Regions from separate parts of the Mus musculus genome. Here all the other regions are linked to region 2. Evidence: chromatin contacts called from public promoter capture Hi-C data. All regions are on one chromosome and are shown on one strand. Each heading gives the region's core, a stretch centred on a gene start, on an enhancer-like site or on the middle of the called end of the contact. The rest is flanking DNA. Distances are from core to core; before and after follow the strand shown. Region 1 overlaps Ube4b (ubiquitination factor E4B). Region 2 holds the start of Ctnnbip1 (catenin beta interacting protein 1). Region 3 overlaps Kif1b (kinesin family member 1B).

Region 1 (2,700 bases), core at 65-2,564, 150 kb after region 2:
GTTTCTCCTGTGCTGAAACTTCCCTGGGATGGGATGAGCTTTGTGGCCTGAGGGATTGGTACAGGTTTCTAGTAGGTTTATACTACGCGCCCTTTACAGCTGTGGTTCACGTTGCCGGCTGCTGTGTACCTTCTCCTCGTGATGGTGTTAGTCTTAGATGCTAGCCCACTCCTAATTGTGTGGCTCAGTGAGAAGGCACTGTTAAATTTGAAGGTGAGCTGTGCTGAGCAGCAGGGCTTGGCCACTGTCACCAAATCAGTGCCAGCCTTGTGTGTCTGACTACCCTTCAATTTCCTGGTCAGGTGACTGTGTTAGCAAGACATTCTTACTAAAAATAAAATTTTCAGTTTGAACATTCATCAGCTGTCTCCTTGTTCTCAGTTGAATGCAACAGAGGGAAACAATTTCTTAAGTGTTGGTGGATTCGAGGAGAAAGTGGAACACTTAGTGTGATTTCCATGCAGATCATGGGTGTGTGTTAATCAGCAACACTGTGGGGGCAGGGCAAGTGGGAGTGCTGAGGTGTGCAGCAGGACCCTCCCCCCACGCTCTCAGCCGCCCTGTCTGCGCCCTACAGGCCGTGGGCCCTGCCAGAGTGCTGCTAGTGCTCAACGCTCGTCCTTCCCTGCACAGCTGAGCTCTGGTGCTGCTTGGACAGTTGTCCTGGTGGACCAGCCACACCAAAGAGTTGTAGAGTTGTTTTTATGGATGGGGAAAACCAGTGTGTCTTGGGGGGAGGGGGGGATGGGGCAGGGGAGAGTGCAAGTGTGTGGACTACAGACTGGTAGTCATCTTCAGAGCCTGCGTGCTAACCTTTCTCACACCTAACGTTTGTGGTTCTCTTTCTTACAGATCTTTATCCCCATTTTACAAGGCCTGGCGCTGGCTGCCAAAGAGTGCTCCTTGGAAAGCGACTACTTTAAGTACCCCCTCATGGTAAAAGCTCAATCTTTCCTTTTTAATTGATATATAAATAATCCCCTCATGGTAAAAGCATATTCCTTTTTTTTTATCAGATCTGTGTTTAACCTTGTTTTTCCTTTTCTTTCTTTTTCTTTTTTTTCTTTTTCCCTTTCCTTTCCTTTCCTTTCCTTTCCTTTCATTTTTTTCTTCCTTTCTTGAGACACAGTCTCATGTCTGCGTTAGCTCATGGCCCTGCGCCCTCCTCTCGAGTGCTGAGATTACAAGTGTAGATCACTCTCACCTTCAGATGTAAAACCTGAGACCCTGCTATAGGCCAGACACTTGTGTGACTGTGTCCTGAGCCACCCTAGTGTATTGGCAGCTTTCCATGCCCCGCCACTGCCAGTCCTAGACAGCAGCGAGTGAGGCACTGTGGGAATGTGCCTTGCTATTCTGGGGAGCCAGCACAAAGGATGACTGTCAGAGGCATCTTGCTGGTTTACAGAACAACAAGCAAGCCATACTTGGGATTTGAACATCAAGCATCATGAGATAGCTTGCTCTTGAGTTACTAGATGCTTGCTGTTCAGGCCTGACAACTGGAACCCACGTCAAGATGAGAGAGAGATCCCACATACATACTCAACTCCCCCTTTCCCCGGACACACACACACAGTAATAATAAATGGAGACGCAACATAGGATTGGGGCTGGGAAGACAGCTTAGCAGTCAGGAGTGTCTGATGCTCTTCCGCATGGCTCGAGTGTGGTTTGCAGGACAGCCTGGAACTCCGGCTCCAGAGGATTTCCCTCTTCTGCCTTCACAGGTGCTGCCGAGCACTCAGGAGGCATATACCTGGCACACACAAATAAAAATAAATCTTTAAAAAATCCCCAACAGATCATTTTAGTATCTTCCTGTGTTGTGCAGGCTGGCCGTGTGGTCATGAACCTGCATCATTATCCCGAATGCTAGGATGACTGCTTTGTGTTGCCATGCCCGACTGGGCCAGAGAGATGATCCAGCAGGTTAAAATACTTGCCACACAACCCTGTGACCTGAGTTTGCTTTCTCGGAATCAACATTAAAAGACAGGTGTGCTGCCTACTATCTGTAGTCACAGGATAGCTAGGGTAAGATAAGAGGCTGGTACAGGATAATTGTGGGCTAGCTAGCTTGGAGCAGCAAAGCACAATAGTAGAAAAAGGAGATTCTGCCCCAAAACCTGGTGCAGGGCACTAACCAACTGCTGAGCAGTTTTACTTTGACATCTAGATAGGGGCTTTGGCATGTGTGCGCCTGTCTATACATGTGCGTGTGCACATGCACACACACACACACACACATACACACATAAGCGCACACTAAGTGAGTAATTTTTTAAAATTTTAATAGCCTGTTAATACAGGTTAAGGAGTTGATTTAGTAGCTAAAGTGCTTGCCTGGCAAGCAGGAGGACTAAACCCACATAAATCTCGGTGTGTCTGTAGCCTGCCTGCCATTGAGGCCACACATCTCATCCGTGGTCTTTGTTTCCAAGTAGATGTGCCTGGTGCCCCGTGGTGCTCAGAACAACCATAGACTATAATAAGAGTCTTTAGCCAGATTCTCACCGAGGACTCAACTGTTATAAAATACTGCTGTCCATACAAGAGGCATCGTGGTCCATGACTTTCATCCCATCACTTGGCAGGCAGAGGCGGGTGCACCTGATCACTGTGAGTTCGAGGCCATCATGGGCTACATAGTTCCAGAACAGCCAGAGCTCTATAGAGAGGCCCCATCTGGGGAAAACA
Region 2 (2,700 bases), core at 43-2,542:
ATGAGTGACACACTGGCACTGAACAGTTGGCACCTTTATTTGTGATTCAAAGTCCTGCTTTGAATCCAAGGAAGTGCTGGCGTCTCCAGACACCTTCATGGCAGCAGAGATCAGTTATCACAGGGTTTCCAGCCAGGAACAAGAGCCTGGTGGTGGTAGGAGCGAGCCAGAAGCCAAGAAGCCAGAAGCCACTTGAGAACTAAATCTCAAGACAAACTGACTTGCCTCCAGATCCCACAGCAACATACTCTGTGCCTCAGTTTACCCAGCAGTTATCTAGGCACACTTCCTTTGGATCTGTAAGTGACAGGAGACAGAATAATTAACAGCTAGAGCATAGTTAGATCCTCAGATAGAAAGTGCTGCAAGCCGCACGTCTCATTATTCATAAAACTCTTGATCCCCTTGGGCCTTCCCATGAGCTAACCGGCAGAGTTACTCCTAAGTCAAGTTCCATACACAGAAGCATGCAAAGGCTGCAGGGCCTCTGCAGGTAAAGTGTCCAGAGCTCCAGGCTCACGGAAAAGGGAAGTGCAACCTTGATAGGGGTGGCAAAAAGGAGGGGATACATGCAATTTGGAGGTCCGAGTGGTTAATCTGCAGGCTCACGTTCCCAAGTGCCCTGCGAAGGTGAGACATGTGTCTCTCACATGTACCTTCCAAAAACACCAAGGAGAGGTGGAATCAGGGGAGCGGACGGTGCATTTAAACTAGAAAGGGAGGAAGGGCAGCTGGGCGGACAGACAGACCTTGGCAGCATCTAGGAAGGGAAACATGGAGAGTCAGGATGCTGGGAAAGAGGTGCGGTAAGGTGAGGAAGAGACAGGGCAATGGGACCAGGAGGGTGGACAGACGATGACAAGCACGCGGGCCCAGAGGGGTGAGCAACTGGGACACCTGTGGAGGAGACCCCCAAGAGAAAGGGAGGAAGGCAGCAGGGTGGTCTGCGGCGGGAGGTAGCAGCGCCGGGTGTGGTGGGGACGACGGGTCCAGGCCCAGGGCGCCGCGCCAGCGGAGCCGGCCCGGTGGGTCTCTGCGGGGTCGAAGGTGCCTTCCGCGGCCCCTCCCCGGGAGACAAAGGGCCGGCGGCTCCCCCGCGTCCCGGCGCAGCGCCGGCCCCCATGCTGCGGTCGCGGCCCGGCCTCGCGCTTACCTGGGCCGCCCGAACGCGCGGCGCCGGGGGCTGCGGGTCCGGAGCGCGGCGGCCTGTTCCGGGGCGCGCTCAGCCGGAGAAGCAGCCGCGGCGGCGGCAGCAGCACCAGGAGCGGCCGCCTCAGCCTCCGCCTCTCCGTGAGTCACCGCGGCCGGGAGGGAGGGAGGCGCCAGGCTGCCGGAGGAGGGACCGGCGGAGGGGGGCGGCATCAGGCTCCGCGCGCGCGGCGGAGGCGCGGCGCCGACCACGCCCCAGAGGGAGGTACCCTGAGGGGCGGGGCCTGAAGGGGTGGAGCCCCTAGAGCGGGAAAGGAACAGGCATTGGTTAACACACCTTTGGGGCGGGCTGCTTGCTGGAGGGCGGAACCCTGAGCCTCAACACGAGAAGGACAACTCATTGGTCATCTCTGGTTGAGGGCGGGACCAGAGGCTCGTGGGCGGGGTCTCGCGGTGGGTGGGTAGGGGCTCTGTCTGTACTGAGAACCCAGGGGAGGAGCAGGCGAGGCTAGAGTGAGGGGTCATATAGGGTAGAATTTTCACTGAGGCCACTTGACCCAGAACCCCAGAAAGAATGAAATGGAAGAGGTTGCAGACTATTTAGTGGCGTGGGCGTGGTATCTTGGAACAGTTAGGTCTGCTCTTGAATTTGGGGCCTAGCCTGGGGTCTGTGAAATCCAGAGTGCCCAGGGCCTCTGTGATTAAAATCTTTCTACCGGCAGTCTTGCTGTATCTGGAGAGGTTGAAAGGGGAAAATTGTTCATTTTCGGCAAATTGCTTTTAGTTTAAAGGCACATGAATGCTTAAGAGTGGTATCATTTCCAATTTATTTTTGAAAAATTTATGTGTGTGCCTCCATGTTTGTATGTGTGCCACATGTATGTCTAATGCCTTGGCATGGATTCCCTGAAACGAATTACAGACAGTTGCGAGCAACCATGTGGGGCTGGGAACTGAACTCTGGTCCTCTACAGAAGCAGCAAGAGCTCTTAGCTGAGTATACTCTCTGCTAGTGTCCATGGGCACCTACCCATGGTATACATACAACAGGCATCCACACATAAAAATCAATTGAATAAATAAATTTAAAAACTAAAAATGGTACTCATTCCGGTAGCATACATACTAAAATTGAAACAATACAGAGATCAGCATGGGCCTGGCACAAGGATGACACACAGATCTGTGAAGCATTCCATAGTAAAAATAGAATTTTAAATGACAAAAACTAAAACCTTAAAAATACAGTAAACTGTGTTTGTTTTTTTTTTTGTTTGTTTTTGTTTTTTTGTTTGTTTGTTTGTTTTTTTCAAGACAGGGTTTCTCTGTGTAGCTCTGGCTGTCCTGGAACTCACTCTGTAGACCAGGCTGGCCTCGAACTCAGAAATCTGCCTGGCTCTGCCTCCCAAGTGCTGGGATTAAAGGCGTGCGCCATCATACCCAGCTTGTAAACTCTTGTGTGTTGTTGTTATATGACTATGCCTGGGGAGAGCAAACATCTACTCACCTCAGACAGGGAGCCAACTGCAGACCAAAACTCTACCAAAATCC
Region 3 (2,700 bases), core at 151-2,650, 240 kb after region 2:
TCAGCTTTATCTTCTTGTGGCTCATGGTCCTGGAGATCCAGCTCAGGTAGTCAGGCTTACACAGGAGGTGCTCATATCTGCTGAGCTTTCTTGCTGGCCTAAGAACTGCATTAAAAAATTTAAATTGCATTAATTATTTATTGTGTGTGTTGGGGAGGGCAGTATTTGTGCCACAGTGCACATGTGGAGATCAGAGCACAACTTTTGGAAGTTGATTCTCTTCTTTCTCCATGTGCGTTCTGGGAATCAAGAATGGGTCATCAGGCTTGGTGGTAAATGCCTGTGCTTCTTACTGGCCCGAAAACTGATTTTATTATATATAAGCTTTTAAACTGCTTACATTGTTTTCATACCAAAACAGCTATGCAAGAGACAGCTGGGGGCTGGAGAGGTAGCTCAGCAGTTAAGGGCACTTGTTGCTCTTGCAGAGGACTGGGTTCATTTCCTATCATTCACTGCGGTGGGTGACTCATAACCATCCAATACTCTGGATCTAGGGAGATCCCTCACCCTCTTCTGGCCTCCATGGGAAATCTCTTTTTGCCTTGGCTCTCCTGGAAAACCTATGTAAAGTAGGGTGGGCTGAGACTTAACCTGCCTGCCTCTGCCTTCGGAGTGCTGGGATTAAAAGTGTGTGTCCCTATGCCCTCCCAACAATAAGATCTGCTAGGAAACCTGACCTTGGTTTTCTGCTGTCCATTTTAAAGTTAATTTTTAAATATTCATGCCAGTAGCAAGGTGCTGTGATTGCGTTTGGTAACCCAGTGAGATCTGAAATGGAGGGTGAGCTAGCAAGCTGGTCTGCTGCTTCTGTTTGTTAGGGAGGGCAGGCCTTCAGTGGTTGCTCTGTCAAGGATTGTGCGTTACAGTAGGCTAAATACTGTTGTTCACAGATGTATTGTTCAGTAATGTGTATGATGTGGGTATAAGCAGGAAATATTCAGCAAGCAGAACCTTTTAGAGTTTTTGGTTTATTTTAGAGATAAAAGTAATTGAAGTAGTATGATGCCCATTGGAAAGCACCGGGGAGGGGCATCTTTATAAGGGAGGGAGGAGACGGGAAAGGTTGGGGGTTTCTCAGAAGCCCTTTGTTTTGGCAGAGCAGAGAATGCAGTAAGGCAATGATTCTGGGGTTGGTTCTCCGCCTTCTGCTTTGTTCTCTTGACTCTGCTGTCATCTTGTTTGCCAGGCTCCTTGGCCTTTGTGGTTTGTTTATGTGTGTGCACATGCTTATGTTTGTGGTGCCTGTTGAGGCCACGGGGTGTCAGATCCCTGGGGTAAGAGTTACAAGTGTTATTGAACTGCCCGACGTGGGTGCTGGGATCTGAACTCTAGGCCTTAGAATTGAGCAGCAAGTGTTCCTTACTGCTGAGCTGTCTGCTGACCCACACTACACCTTTTTATGTTGATTCTGGTGAGTAACTCTGTATGTGGCTAGCACTTTCACCTCTCAGCCATCTCCCTGGCCCCAGCTTTATCTCCTAAAATTGTTCAATATTTGCTTAGGAAGATCAGCTGTTTGTTTTGGTGGGGGAGTGTAAGATCTCACTGTGTCGTTGAGTCTGGCTTCACCTTTTTATCTTCCTACCTTGATCCCCTGAGCCACCATATCTAGCTTTTAGAATTAAAAAAAAATTGTATAAAGCAAGTGTGTTCTAAATTTTGTCCTGTTTTATTTGTTTGCCTGCATGTCTGGTCTCCTGATGCCTGTGGAGGCCAGAAGAGAGGTCAGATCTCCCAGAACTGGATTCACAGGAGGTTGTGAGCTGCCCTGTGGGCGACTGCAATGAACCAGAGTCCTTTGGAAAAGCAGTCTCTCTAGTCGCATGGGGTTGGTTGGTTTGTGTGTTTGTTTGTTTGTTTTTCAAGACAGGGTTTCTCTGTGTAGCCCTGGCTGTCCTGGAACTCACTCTGTAGACCAGGCTGGCCTCGAATTCAGAAATCGGCCTGCTTCTGCCTCCCGAGGGCTGGTATTAAAGGTGTGCACCACCATGCCTGTCTAGTCTCATGTTTTGTTGTTTTAAAGAATGACCATATGGTGACATTGGAGAGTTGTGGCTTGTTTTCTTTTCTTTTCATATCCCCCCTTTGATAGAGTCTTTTTATATAGCCCTGGCTGTCCTGCTGTTCTAGAACTCACTAGGTAAACAAAGCTCACCTTGAACTCTTCCTTTAGAATGCTGGGGTTGAGATGTTGCCACCACTCATTCATTCATATATATATATATATACATATACACACACACACACACACACACACACACACACCTGTTTGGGTTTGTTTTTTTTAAATCACATTAGGGATGTAGTTTGTTATATTTAAATGGTTAAAGCACTTTTTGGTTATAAGTATTTTATTCAAATCTACTTTATGTTTTCTGCCCTTTTACTGTATTGGCAGAAGACTCTAAAAGGTTATGGCTGTAGGTTTTGATTTCATGGTTTTGAAATATAAATGGTGGATATAATATTTTATTTTGTGCCCTTTTCCCTTAATTTTTGACGTAGGATTCTTTCAGCAGATGAAGGCTACTCTGGTATCACTGGGCTTTTTGCTTTGTGTTTTTGAGGCAGAGTCATACTGTGCAGCCTTAGAAGTCCACAAATAATCATCCTCCTGCCTCAGCCTCGTGAGTGGGATGATTACAGGCACGAGCCACCATGCCTAGTCCGTCACGAGGATTTTAACAAACCCAGACA

The links. Promoter capture Hi-C pulls out the DNA fragments that hold promoters and counts their contacts.
Region 1: a promoter capture Hi-C map of hippocampal neurons shows a contact between it and region 2, with 3 times the contacts expected there. The contact joins the enhancer-like site here to the promoter of Ctnnbip1 in region 2. A contact is called at or near these places in 8 of 39 promoter capture datasets (the 3T3-L1 cell line, embryonic stem cells, frontonasal cranial neural crest and 4 more), 8 of 484 Hi-C or Micro-C datasets (CD4 T cells, the MNK3 cell line, the N1E-115 cell line and 5 more), 5 of 115 datasets of contacts at active chromatin or transcription factors (double positive thymocytes, embryonic basal ganglia, embryonic hindbrain and 2 more) and 3 of 9 other capture datasets (adipose tissue, embryonic stem cells and liver).
Region 3: a promoter capture Hi-C map of embryonic stem cells shows a contact between it and region 2, with 2.8 times the contacts expected there. The contact joins the enhancer-like site here to the promoter of Ctnnbip1 in region 2. A contact is called at or near these places in 5 of 39 promoter capture datasets (the C10 cell line, cranial neural crest, embryonic stem cells and 1 more), 2 of 115 datasets of contacts at active chromatin or transcription factors (extraembryonic endoderm stem cells and pancreatic cancer cells) and 2 of 9 other capture datasets (adipose tissue and liver).

The regions. Positions count from the first base shown.
Region 1 is chr4:149,363,690-149,366,389 of GRCm38.p6, reverse strand. It overlaps Ube4b (ubiquitination factor E4B), which reads left to right. Exons shown (of 27, transcript NM_022022.3): 10 at 853-936. Among named protein-coding and RNA genes, the nearest start is that of Ube4bos3, 30 kb to the right of the region's middle. Within about 2 kb of position 1,314, at least 44 of the 459 cell types and tissues checked have an H3K27ac peak or open chromatin away from gene starts, as enhancers often do. A contact at or near this core is called in cortical glia and hippocampal neurons, where this site is marked.
Region 2 is chr4:149,516,833-149,519,532 of GRCm38.p6, reverse strand. Ctnnbip1 (catenin beta interacting protein 1) reads right to left here and starts at 1,292. Exons shown (of 5, transcript NM_023465.4): 1 at 1,154-1,292. Gm24381 (a small nuclear RNA gene) reads left to right here and starts at 2,251; the gene lies at 2,251-2,354.
Region 3 is chr4:149,280,956-149,283,655 of GRCm38.p6, reverse strand. The region is part of intron 2 of Kif1b (kinesin family member 1B); the gene reads left to right. Among named protein-coding and RNA genes, the nearest start is that of Kif1b, 25 kb to the left of the region's middle. Within about 2 kb of position 1,400, at least 56 of the 459 cell types and tissues checked have an H3K27ac peak or open chromatin away from gene starts, as enhancers often do. A contact at or near this core is called in embryonic stem cells, extraembryonic endoderm stem cells, liver and 1 more, where this site is marked.